2 separate regions of the Mus musculus genome follow, and region 2 is linked to region 1. A link is a contact called in public HiChIP or PLAC-seq data. All regions are on one chromosome and are shown on one strand. Each heading gives the region's core, a stretch centred on a gene start, on an enhancer-like site or on the middle of the called end of the contact. The rest is flanking DNA. Distances are from core to core; before and after follow the strand shown.

Region 1 (6,320 bases), core at 1,990-4,489:
GTTATTAAATCCGATGGACTTTTTTTCTGCTTAGCATCCTGAATCTCCTGGTGGGATGAGTTCTGGCCTTCACAGTACTTACCCACCTCTGAGTCTTAGAAGCCAGGTTAAGCCAGTTTCTTCCTGAGTGACTTGTGGTTTGCACTCCGGTTAGAATCTGTCCCCATCTCTTTCCCTACACTATTAAAGACTCTTTGGGGCTTTTTGATCTGAGGATTTTAATCATCTATCATTTTAGGAAACTTTTTAGTCCTTATGTAATTGAATATTGTCTCTTCCTTAAAAATCTCTCTTTCTTCCGACCTTACTAGATTAATGTTAAACATTGTGTGCCCTTGGTTTCTATTTGATTCTTTTATACATCTTTCTTCTCTTTACTTCCTTCTAAGTAATTTCCTCAGAACTATTTTCAAATTCATTAATTCCTTCTTCAACCATACCCGATCTTCTGTTTGTGCTCTCTCTCTCTCTCTCTCTGTTTCTGAATTCAGTGATAGAGTTTACATTTCTAGACACTCTGTTAGTGAGATAAGCCCATTCCTGCTTCTCACGTGTAAACACAGGGAGCCTGAGACCTCCCGTTCTTTTCTGCAGTCATTGTCTCTGGTGCTGGTTTCTGCTGGGCTCTGTCAGCCATGTGATTGGCTCCCTCTTGTGTATCTGGAACTCTGGCTGGAAGCTCTCATTTACTAATGTGTAAATCCATGGAGGCCTGAATTCCAGGGGTGCCCCTCTGGTCCATGTGTGATGCCCTAGAATTTGCATTCACTTCTACCAGTCATGTTTTCACTTGACAATTTCCACTCCCAAGAATGGGCAGAATTTTGCCCTTGTGTACAGGCCAGACTGAATGGGCACCTTTTCCTAGCCCATAGCGTGAGTAAATGTGCGGTTCTTGTCTGCCTTGGCACCCCAGTGCCTTTCTCCAGTAAACTAAAGCCTACCCGGCAGCTCTAAGGACAGCTGCCCACTTCACTTCTTGGTCCCTGCGGAGTTTCTCAAGTGACTCTATTCATGACTTTAGAGCGATTTTTAAAAATTACCCGAGCCAGGTGTAGTGGCGCATGCCTTTAATCCCAGCACTTGGCAAATCCCTGTGAATTCAAGGCCAACCTGGTCTACAGAGTGTTCCACGACAGGACAGCCAGGGCTGTATAGTCAGACCCTGTCGGGAGTGGGGCAGTGGGGGTGGGGTGGGGAGTGGAGAGGATACACAAATTGTTTGGCTGTGTCTACCTTAGTAGTCTTTTTAGGTTTCCCTCTTACTAAATATAGTACCTGGAACAGAAGTGCTTTTTTTGGTGTAATGATTTTGTACTTTAAAAAGCTGCTTTCCTTTTAGTATTTTGCAAACATTGAACATAAATAAAACTTATTATACAAGGTAACTCTTTTGTTACACTGGGGAATCTACAAACCAGGGCATAAGGATAATAATGTCATGAACGTGTGATGAGTTTAACTTAACCTCTGCATCCTGAAGTTAAAGACAATGCTTTTGTTTCTCCCTTTGGCTAGGAACTATTGCTAAGCCAGCTGAGGGTTTGTATCCCTGCTTTCTACTCAACCAGCTCTTAGCTCCAATTGATAAAGTCTTCTTTTAGGGAAAATTTAAAATATGAGGTGTTATAAGTGCATAAATGCTGGGGTTTTTACTTCTATGTATACCTTCTATAAAATTAGCCCTTAAGTGTTTTATTCTGGTATGTCCCGCCTGTGGCCTGTGGGTCACATGTGTCCCAGGATAGCTATGAATGTGTCTCAACATTTGTAGATAGCAGTGTGACGTGATTGAACACACATGTAGAGAGTGACTTTCCTCAAGGCAGGAGAAAATTGTAAAGAAAATTCTTGACAGCTGCCTTCTGAAGAAATTTAGGTATAACAGAGGGCAATTTGGTAAAAATAATTAACGGGATTAATTAATTAAACAAAAATAATTTTGTTTAATCTGGGAAAAGGTACATTTGTAATTAGCTTTCTTGCTGAGGGAAGATTGATATTAGGAAAACTTTCATTCATTTGGCAAGATGCAAGCCTTGTTTATTTGTATAGACCAGCAGAGTCGGGGTTTTGAATTATGTATGATCTAGCCGTCAGTATGGCTTGAGTCCCCTTAATTTGTGTGGAGTTTTACATATGTTTATTTATGGTCATGTATTTTTCTAGCACTCATCTTTCCTTGGTCCTAGGGTCCTGTGCTGGCTACTTTTATGTCAACTTGACACAAGCTAGAGTCATCAGGGGAGGGAGTCTCAATTGAGAAAATGGCTTTATCAGATCCTACTGTAGGGCATTCTCTTAGTGATTGGTGGAGGAGGACCCAGCCCATTGTGGGTGATGCCATCCCTGGGCTGGTGGTCCTGGGTTCTATAAGCAAGCAGGCTGAGCAAGGTATATGAAGCAAGCCAGTAAGCAGCATTCCGTTTTGAGTTCCTGTTCTGACACTCCTCCAGGGATGAGCAGTGAAGTGTAAGCCAGATAAATAAACCCTTTACTCCACAGTTTGCTTTTGGTCATTTTTTTTTTAATTATAGCAATATTAACCCTAACTAAGACAGGTCCTTCTGGCTGGGTTTATTGTACAATACACAAGGTGGGTTAGTGGGTGTTAGAGTTTGCTGTTTAAGAGAATGTTTCAGGAAAAACTTTTTTTCCTTAGAGAGTTCATCCTAAGGAAAACTGAAAGCAGTAGATGGAAGTGATGTGCCCTGGGAGTCCGCATGCTGAGGGAGCACACGTAATGGTCTTGATGTGTCACCCTCTCTGGTGTGTTAACTTGAGTCTGTTTCACTTTACAGTAAAATTCTCCATCTCTTTGTCATTCTCTCTTTCTCCCTCCCTCCCTCCCTCTCTCCCTCTGTTTCTCTGTCTTTGTCTCTGTCTGTCTGTCTGTCTGTCTGTCTGTCTGTCTGTCTGTCTCGGTATGAGTGTGTGTGTGTGTGTGTGTGTGTGTGTGTGTGTGTGTGTGTGTGTGTGTTAGTGTATATGTGTGTATATTATACTTAGGAAGTGTCTTTCATCATAGAAGGAGCCCTCTGACTCAATTACCCTCAGATCTTTGCCTGGTCCCTTGAAAACCACATTTAGTGTGCTATGCTTCGTGGCTGTCCCCAGCTGCTATTTATTGTTTGTTTGCTTGTTTGTTTGTTTTTTTCCCCCAAGGCAATAAGGAACTTGGGCACTGACTAACTAAACGCTAACTCCATAGTTCCTGTTTTGTTTTTCTTCAGGGAAATAGCTAACCTCGATGACAAGCAGGCATTACTGTCAGGACAGGAAGCCCTGGGCACCTGGAGGCGGAGCTCAGTGCTAGAGTTTGCCCAGCACCTGGCCAACACCACAGGAAAGGAAGAAAAACTGAACAAGGAGAAGAAGCAAAGCTTCGCACTTCAGGCACAGAGCGCCTGGGCGTGGCTGCGGAGAGCAGACAGGCAGCTTGCGCTGTTCAGATCGAGCAGCAGAAAGGATAACTGATACTTCGTGCTTCTCTTGGATTCCACTCAAAACAAATGGGCACACTGTCTACTATTTAACTCGGGAAATCTCTCCAGGGAGAAAACGCAGCATAAATAAAGTTTTCAAACTAGATCAAAATGTCCTTTTTCATCATTGTTGATCCCCAGTGACAGGCTGCTTTAGGGAGCACAAGAAGGCAGGGGGCAGTGCTGAGGTGTCTGTTTGTTTGGGTGGCAAATAAATAAATAATTAAAATAAAAGTACAACTTGACTTACTTCCTAAGTTTTCTCTCCCTGACCGTAGAAAGCCCTCTTGGCCCGTGTTCTCAGTCCCACACCGGAATCTGGAACAGTTTTTTCATAATGGAGTAGAATTGTCAGATTCAGTCTGCCGTAGTAATGGATATTTTGTGGGTTTTGTGAGTACTCCCACTGATTGGCTCTAAGGGATAGCCTGTATCACTTTCTTCGCTTGAGCCTCCATGATCCCTCTCTACAGTCCCTGAGACAAGGGTGAGTGAGCAAGTAGGTCATGTGGAAGTGATCCCATTAAGCTAGGCTGAGAGCGCAAAGGAGCAGAACGGGCCCCAGGGGGCAGTACTGAGATCTATTGCCGAGTTGGTTTCTGTGTGGCTGACAACTACTCAGTTATTGATGGGAGATAGTCTTCCAGTTTTTCTCAGAACTGTTTGCCTGGGAAACAAGGCTGGAAAATATTTAGATGTTGTGTTCTGCCTCCTGTTGGCTAACCTTAGCCATTGCAGGCACCGAGTACAAGAAGTGGAACCAAAACGATCTATGGAAAGTCTTGGTGGTGGATAACAGATGCCCCACAAAATGCGGCGACGTTAATGTGAGTCCGATGAATTCTGAGCGCACAGTATGCCTTCGGTGACTATTTACTGCACCGGAAGCTATATATCTGTGAAGAAAGAAACCACTCATTATCATCCCCGTTTTCACAGATCTGCCAAGGATACGTGGGCTAGGTTTTATTTTCTGATACTTTAACAAGATATTATTCTACTGACTGGAGATAGCTTTCAGCACTCTTCCGACATGATTTATGCAGCAGTATCTGAAGGTTTCAATCAAGGAATAACAAAAAAGGTATTTCACCTTATCATTCCCTAAAGACTGGAAGTACTCGGAAGCGTTCAACTCCGAGGTTCCAGTTATCTTGAAATATGTATTGGTTCACAAACTAGACTTGTTAAAAAGAACACAGAGAGTCCCCTGTGTACTTAATCAGCATCCCCTCTTATTAGTATGTATTCAACAGATCGATAAGGAGATGACCACTGATACCATACTATTAATCCACCATTAAATCTTACTCGGATTTTTAACAGGTTTCCCGGTAAAGTGCCGAGATTCTGCAAGACCAGCCTTCCTGGGTGTTTCATGGCCTTAATGTATTTGAAGGTCACTGTCTGTTGCTTCAGAGATTCTCAGTCTGCTGCGGTTTGTGAGGTATTGGGGTATTTTCTTATGATTAGAATGAGATTAGACTTTTTTTTTTCTTTTTGCAAGTATACCAGAGAGGTCCACTTGTGCCTTGTTCCTGGGAGTGAGATGTGGGAATACCTGCTTTCAGAGTGTCTTAGCACAGGATGGTGCTTCCCTTGGTCTCTGACACGGTTGTGTCCGACCTCTGGGCTCTAAGGCGCCTGTGCTTTCTTCTGTAACCAGTGGGTGCTTCGGAGACTAGGGACCTGTTACATTTCTTAGAAGATTTTTACCATCCATTGCTAGTTATGTATAACAGTTATTTAAGAGATTTGCTTGATGTTGGTCTTCTCTTATCTCTTCCGTGTGTGTTAGTTTACTTTGGCTCCCAGGCAAAATCTTCTGTGATTGTGATGTGAACTGTTATTCAGAGTGCTTCAGCCCTTGCCGTTGGGAATGTCCCTGAGTTACTCCTATGTCCTTTGAATGTTCATTTCTTACTTTGAACACTCCCTTTCTGGTATCATGTTGTCCTATTGCAGGCCTGGAATCAATCGTTTTTCCAATGAGCTTTTGTTCTGTTTATTAGAGAATGTTTCTTGTTTGTTTTGATAGTGCTTAACCCTGGCTATCTGAGAACTCACTATGTGGACCAGACTAGCCTTGAACTCACAGTGATCTGTCTGCTTTTGCCTCTGGAGTGCTGGGATTAAAAGTATGCTAATTGCCATGCCCATCCTGAGAGCAGTACTTAGAATCTAAGCTCTTGAAGCTATGCTCATTGCTTCTAGGCTCTTGTGGCTTGAATTTACAATGCCCCCACAGTCCACTGCTTTGAATGCTTGCTCACCAGATAGTGACACTATTTCCAGAGGTTTGGAAAAGGTGGGAGGTAGAACCTAGGCTGGAGTAAGTAGACCACTATGTGTGAGTCTCTAGAGTATGTCGTGATCCCTTCTGCCCACTGTTTCTCAGAAACCATGATGTGAGCTGTTGACATTCTCTCTCCACTGTGATGTTCTCCCAAGCTTGTGGGGCCAACCTATAATGAGACTGAGGTCTCAAAAACTGAGCTAAAACAAATGATGCTCCTTGGAGTTTCTCCTCAGGCATTCTGCCCACACTGATACAAGAATCAGTAATACAGAAGACAGCTTGGCAGTAGTACATGGGTGTATATCAAATACACACATTCACATGCAGGTTTTTAAAAAACATTTTTATAGCAGTCACAATACTTGGGACTTTTCTTTTCTCCTTCTTGTAAACTTGTTATTTATTTTATTTTTTTTCCATTTTTTATTAGGTATTTAGCTCATTTACATTTCCAATGCTATACCAAAAGTCCCCCATACCCACCCACCCCCACTCCCCTACACACCCACTCCCCCTTTTTGGCCCTGGCGTTCCCC
Region 2 (7,094 bases), core at 181-2,680, 220 kb after region 1:
CAGGTGGCTTTCAGATGCCTGTAACTCTAAGTCAGAGGACCTGACACTGCTCTCTGCAGGTGCTCACACCTCTGTGTGTATGCGAACCCCATCCCCATACACAGAGACAGACAGACAGACAGACAAAGGGAGAAAGAGTCAGAGATAAAAAGACAGACAGAAGAGACAGAGATAGACAGACAGAGACAAAGATAGATAGACAGAAGCAGACCAAGAGTGTCAGAGACAAAGACAAGAAGAGAGATTAAAATAAAAACTCTTAGAGAGAGAGAGAGAGAGAGAGAGAAAGGAAGGGAGGGAGGGAGGGAGGGAGGGAGGGAGAGAGAGAGAGAGAGAGAGAGAGAGAGAGAGAGAGAGAGAGAGAGAGAAAGAAAGAAAGAAAGAAAGAAAGAAAGAAAGAAAGAAAGAAAGAAAGAAAGAAAAAACTTAAAGTGTAGCAGAAACAAGAAACAGAAAGCAAATCTTTGGAAGTAGTCAGCTTGAAGGTGCCAAGGAGGTGAGTCCAAGAGACCTCTTGGGGATGGTGAAACAGTCTGTGTGTTAACTGTGCCTATGGTTATACAGATGTGTGCAATCAGCAGAGCTGCACCCTGACACAGCTACACGCTATAAGACATTATCAGGTTGGTTTTTATAAGTGCATCAGCATAGTAGAGTAGAACTGCCAAGGTGTTTCTATCGCAGACGTCTACTGACTTTAGAATGTTCTTATTATAGCAGAATGTAAAACACTGATGTAAGACGGAAGGACATGAATTGGAGGCACTGCTGCCTGCGTACCCTCCTAGCGGGTATGCTGAGTTATATCTCAGGGAACATGAAACATGACGTCCTCGATTCCCCAGAAGCAATAGACACGAGTATCGTGTCTTCTCATAGAGAATCTGCTCCGAAATAAAGGGCCTTTGTCACTCACATTCATGAAGAGAAGCAGTGTTTTCTTGTTAGAAACGGGAAGACTGAGAACACCCAACATAAAACTTCTAGCCAGGAAGTAACTCTTGACTCCAAACAAAGGAAGGGGCAGGTTTTTATTATTTTAATTACATGTCTTTTTTGGGGGGGACCGGGGGTCCTAAGGAGGCTAGAGTTATGATAGATGCCCAGGAGCTGGAGTCATAGGAGGGTGTCAGTTGCCTGGCTCTAGTGCCGAAGCCAAACTCAAGTCCTCTGCTTGGGTTTGAGAAATACAAGTTTCTAAGCACTAAGCCATCTCTCCAGCCCAAAGCTGAGAAAGCAGATTTTCCATTCTGAGACACTGTGATCTGCTGAATTAACCTTGAAAGGTGTCAAGTTCAGTGACTCACCCCGTGCACTTCAGAGACAGTCTTGGTCTCACTCCTTTTCTTTTCTGTGAAATACATGCTGAGTGCAAGCCTCGTAGGTATTCCAGAAGATATTGCTAGGCCAGGACAAAGACGACAACCTACGCCCCTCTTTCACTTCCCACTCCTGTCTTTGTGTCTCTGTATATAAGAAGTTTACTATGTATTGTGGTGGGTCAGCTCTTTCTTATTTCAGCCCTGAAAAAAAATTTTGTTTCTCAAACTTTTCTAACTCAAAAAGATAAATTTGTAAAAAAGCAGAAGTGATATTTATGTCTCATAAATTCTTAGCTTTGCAAAATTCGTATTTGTGGCTGCATCTGGCATAAGCCCACATCCTTGCATCGCGTTTTCTCTGAGCAGCACTGCAGACTCACTTAGAATGCAGTGGAAAGTGTGGGGTAGAGAATGAGCACTACTAAACGCAGTTATCATCTTAAATGTACCAGGAATAAAGGTCATGTTCACATGACTCACCCACAGAAACAAAGATGGAATTCTTAATTTAGTCGTCCCTCGGGGGTGTTATTTAGCAGGATTTTAAAGGTGGTTTAAACACACCTCTTAGTGATTCATAAAAGAGCACACATTAAATTGTAAAATGGATTCTTCTGTAAAATGGTTTCTTCCTAAATATCAGAAACTCCACCGCGGTTTTTGGCCTCACATTTTGGGGGTATTGAATGGCAGACAAACAATGTCATTCTGAGTCGCACGCCTCACAGACGGTTACTGTTAGGTAAAGAGAGAAACCTAAAGGGCAGGGGCAGAAGTGAAATCATAAAATGATTGGCCATTTAAAGACAGCCTTTGCGAACCAGTTTCCGGTTTCTCAGCTTTGCCGTCGAAGCTCCTGTCCATCTTCCAGCTGCTCTAAGTCTCCTACGGTGCTGGCTTCTGGGTAGTCACACCATAATGAAAATCCCTCTAGGAAACTGAGCATGAATGTAAAATCCAGTCGCATGTAGCTGCCCATAGCAGCATCACACACAGAGAGTAATTAATAGACTGGACAACTTTGCACAAGAGTCTCCATTTGAGGGTTTGCAAGGAGTGCTGACTGTCCTCCTGAATTGAAAATGATTCCTATGTGGGAACCGTTTTGACGATTCGAATAAATTAGATTTGGCCTTGAGTACTCAGACCAAAAAGAGACTTAGCTCTGGGCAGAGTGAAGCCAGAAGAGCATCAAGCAATGTAAGCTTATATGGGTCACACTTGCCGTGGCGGAGGGTGGGGAGATGGGCACAGTACCTGTGTGAAGATTACATGCAGATTTTTCTGAGCCTCTTCATTCACAGAAATGGAAGCAGTAGCCCTGATCAACAGAGGCTACAAACCACGTGGAAACACAGGGAATCGAAGCAGTAATTATCTCTGGGAATCAGGGCCGTGGTTTTAAATGCCTTTGGATTAAACTTCTAACAATCAGGGAATACAAATTCACAATCATGAAAAACAAGTGTTTAAGCAAAATGATATGTTGTGCAAGTCGACAATTTAGCTACTTTAAAACAAAATAAAACAAATTTTTCAAAAGTAGACACACACACACACACACACACACACACACACACACACCATGGTGCTGGAGAGATGGCTCAGCCATAAAGAGCATTCACTGCTCTTGCTCCTGAGTTTGGATCTCAGCACCCACATCAAGCAGCTCACAACGGCCTCAAATTCCAGCTCCAAAGGAGGCCTCTGGCCCCCACAGACACCTGCGCTCACCCACACACAGACACTTAGTTAAAAATAAAAATTAATTTTATAAAAACCTGGACTCGAACTCAGGCTGCCTGAGCTCTGGGCTTCTCTCTCTTACAGAGATGATGGGTCTGCTGTCCTCGGTTTCTTTCTCAGTAGCTTGGAGGTAAAAACGCAGACACATCATGAGGATTTCATTCTGCCGAGCGTCATTTATCATTACCCCATACGTATTTCAGGGAGAGGGCCACTCTGCACAGAGAGGTTCGCTCCGTTCCACACCACCCTCCGCCACTGTCACTAATCTCTCCTAGGATTGCTTGAACTGTGACCACAGAGATTATGGTGCAAGAGGAAATCCTTCCTTGTACTTAATTTTAAAACATATAGGATGGTTGAATGAATAGATGGCAAATAAAAACAAATTTTTGCAAAATATATCTAAAAGAGAAAATGAGTCTCAGAGTTGTGTTTTAAAGACCTTCCTTTGTTCGCATGGTAGTTCACATTTTGCTCCTGAACTGTAAACTCCAGCACATAAGACCCTGGCGGAATCCTTCCTCCTGCCTTGTCCTCTGCATTGTGATCCCAGAGTTTGTCTCCCATTTCTCCTGGAGTGCAGCACATATCCACGCTCCCTAACGCTCATTCCAAGGGGAAAGTTGCACAATGGAAGAGATGTGCTTCCTGTACACTTCTAGGGGAAGGCCACTCGTGTCACTCTGAGGTCTGTGTGAGGTAGGCTCCACCCTCTGACGGTCAATTCCTCTGAAGGAGATAATGAGCCAACCATTGAGTGCTTGTCCATGTCATAGCCTACATGAAAGGGGTGAGCTAGGGGCCCCATGGGAGACACAAGATGGACTTGGAAGAAGGCTCAGGAAGTAACACTCTCTAGAGATCTAAAGGACAGCAGCATTGAGGTATGACTTATGTTTTCGTATGTCTGAGAAGGAAGCCATGTATGTTCCTCCATTCTTGATGTGTTTAGGGTTGCCCTTGGCTTAACCAGCGTGGCACTCTACAAAGTGAACTCTGTGGTTAAATATCAGCCTTTGACTCGGCTCAAAGGCAAGCACAGAGGACAGCATCATTTGAATCCTTGCATGGATTCCCTTTCAAAGGAGAGCAGAGACTGTCCCTGCTTGGTCTCACCCCCATCCATCATCTTATACTCAGGACTCCAACTGCCACTATTTCTTTGTCTGGAGGCTTTGTCCTTTGATCTCTGGACTCACTTTGCCCCCGTTTTGTAGGTAATTAGTGTCAGGGATTCATGTACCCAGGAAACATTCCCCAACCAGTAGCTGGCAAAAGTTGAAATATATAGATCTAGCTCCCCTGTCCCTCCGCTCACGTTCCCAGAAATAAGCTCCAGTTTCCCACAGTGACAGCCACTTGCTCTTCCCTTCTCTTTCTCTCTTTCCCAAGCCCCCCACCCCCACCCCCGAACAGTGTTTTCTTTACCTGCCAAACTGATCTCTCACTGAAACCTTGCCCTGGTGTCTGTACCAAGGGATTACGCACAAAAGCCATTTGCAAGTAAATGAAAAGCCACTTTCACACTATCCTGACTTTGGTCCCACTCTTGGTCCTATCTTGTCCCCTCTGTTTCCACACAGGAACTCATCTTAGTGTCCAGACCCTGTATCCCCAGCTGTGTAGCCTCTCCTCCAACCATAAGGCTTTGAGGACATCAATTCTGTGGCTTACCTTTCTATCTCTAAGACTTAAATCAGTGCTTGCTAAGTTGCTCTCCTGTGAACTCTGTCATCTTCCTATGGGACAGTGCCCCAGGACAAGGTGTTTAGCAATACCTCACAGGAAGGACAAGGTGGAGGAGACAAGAAATGGTGCTCAGGAGGAGGAGGGACATTGAATTCCTGTGCCCTAGTGAACCTGGGCTTCACCGCACTTCAACATCGCAGTATCTCAGTGGGGGTTAAGTCATGCTCACCAAGAATTAAGTTGTAAATTTGCTTTGAATTTTTCAAAAGAATCTGTACCATTAAAATAGGAACCACTGTTCTGCCATTTAAATAATCTCATTGGCAAAGGACATGCATTAATCACCACAGTGGAGATTTTTATATTCTTGGGACATCTCCCAGCCGAAAGAAAGAAAGCATCTCCATGCTTTACAAACATATTCCTCACATCCACATCGGTCCTTGTCATGAGGGAGTAAACCAAGGCCTGAAATGGCTAAACAGCTGCCCTTAGAACCTCGAGAGCTGAAGGCAGAGGACAGGTGAGCACTGTTCAAGGGCGTAATCAAGAGAGATGGCTGTGTAAATATTTAGATAGATGGACAAACAGAGCAGAGATGCAGATGCACAGGGAAGCCCTCTCTTCCTCCCCCTGCTCATCAGAGAAGCGGCTTGTATTTCCCAACAGAGTCTCCAGGAAAACCTCCATGGGAGGAGAACGCTCATGAATTATGAACACCCTTAGAAAATATTCAACAGCTGCCTTGTGCTCAGGGGGTGACAGTGCATTCCAAAGAGCCTGTTCAAGGGGACCCATATTTTCATTCGCAGTAAGAACAGGTACTTCTTCCAGTCAGATCCAGAGGGGAAGCTCCTGTAGCATCACGGAAGACAGAGAGTCAAGGGGTGGACTTAGCATCCCTCCATCCAGTGCCCCACCATCCTGCCCCCTGTGTGCTTTGCATGCAGAACCACAGAACAGTGGGCAGCGGTTGCCAGTTCCTCCTGTGGACATTGGTGAGTGGTCTGCGGATCATGGTGATCTGGTCACCAACAGGAAGGATATGAGTGATTTGTGTCTCTTCAGCTGTTCTCCAAAGAACAGCAAAGTTAGCTCTGCCAGGCGTGAGGCACTAGTCCCTTGGCTCAGTGGAAGCTGGCTAGCTTTCAGCCTGGTTGAGCCTTTTTCTTGGTGATGTTGGAGAAGTCACTTCACTTTTCTGGTTTTTAGGTTTCAGGTATGAGTTTGAACCAGCTCTGCAACTGCTTGTCTCTTACACAGGCCCTGTGTTCTAGGAGATTTCTTGGGAATCACTGAATGGGTTGTCCAAAGTCAAAACACTGTTGACGCAACACAGATGGAACAAGCACCCTACTTTCTCTTTTATACATGGGTTTTCCATGTAGCGTTGTATGTAGCAGGGTGGCTTCCTATTGCTCCCAAAGCAAAAAATAGATAACTTTAATAACTACACTTTTTTAACTTGGAACACATAAGGAAATTAGACAATTCTGGTGCCCTGTGGTTTTCATGTCCCAACAGAATGAGACAGAAACACTTAGTGCAGGATGGCCCACCAAAAGTGACCAGTCAGTTAAAGAGCACAGGGAGAGTGTGGAGAAAAACACCCCAGCCCTGGGTCTGCTTTGTCACTGGCTGCCACGGACCAGCAAGGGCTTCTTAGAGCTGGGAGCTCCATGCTCTACCTCAGTTTAACCCATTGTGAAGTGTCTCTGTTTCAGCTACTTCTCTAATTCTTGTGACAAAATACCCAGTGAAGGCAACCTAAGGAAGGAAGAGTGTGTTGGTCTACACTTTAAGAATACAGTCCAATATGGAGAGGAGGCTTGAGGCATCTGGACATTTCCTGTGCAGACAGGAAACAGCAATCTACCTGCTTCTGCTCCCCAAGTGCTGGGATTAAAGGCACATGCCACCATCACCCAGAATTGTTTTAGTAATTTAAAAGAGTATGTTAAAGCAGAGAAAATGGCTCACTGGGTAAAGTGCTTGCTGAGATCTGAGTTTAAACCCCCAGAGCCCACATAAAAACTGGGTAAGGCCACAGCTCATCTGTAATCCCAGCAACAGGGAGAGGGAAGACATGCAAACCCCCAAAGACTTGCTGGCCAGCCAATCTAGCCCAAATGGAAAGCGACAGGTTCAGTGAAGAGACCCTATCTCAAAAAAATAAGGTGAAGTGATTGTACAAGATACCCACTGTCAACCTCCTGCCTCCACACACGTGTGGAGCACGTGTGTGCACAGACACACTCTAAACATACCAATAACATGCTGCATTCATCACTATTATGTAATGAACAGCACAAAGAATCAAAGAAATATGCCACC

The links. HiChIP or PLAC-seq counts read pairs in DNA pulled down with a chosen protein or histone mark.
Region 2: a contact with region 1 is called in an H3K4me3 HiChIP or PLAC-seq map of bone marrow-derived macrophages, with 3 times the contacts expected there. The contact joins two enhancer-like sites. A contact is called at or near these places in 1 of 484 Hi-C or Micro-C datasets (Th1 cells) and 3 of 115 datasets of contacts at active chromatin or transcription factors (bone marrow-derived macrophages, embryonic stem cells and fibro-adipogenic progenitors).

The regions. Positions count from the first base shown.
Region 1 is chr12:70,473,717-70,480,036 of GRCm38.p6, forward strand. No RefSeq gene overlaps it. Among named protein-coding and RNA genes, the nearest start is that of Tmx1, 24 kb to the left of the region's middle. Within about 2 kb of position 3,240, at least 53 of the 459 cell types and tissues checked have an H3K27ac peak or open chromatin away from gene starts, as enhancers often do. A contact at or near this core is called in bone marrow-derived macrophages, where this site is marked.
Region 2 is chr12:70,696,936-70,704,029 of GRCm38.p6, forward strand. No RefSeq gene overlaps it. Among named protein-coding and RNA genes, the nearest start is that of Gm32322, 6.8 kb to the left of the region's middle. Within about 2 kb of position 1,431, at least 35 of the 459 cell types and tissues checked have an H3K27ac peak or open chromatin away from gene starts, as enhancers often do. A contact at or near this core is called in bone marrow-derived macrophages, where this site is marked.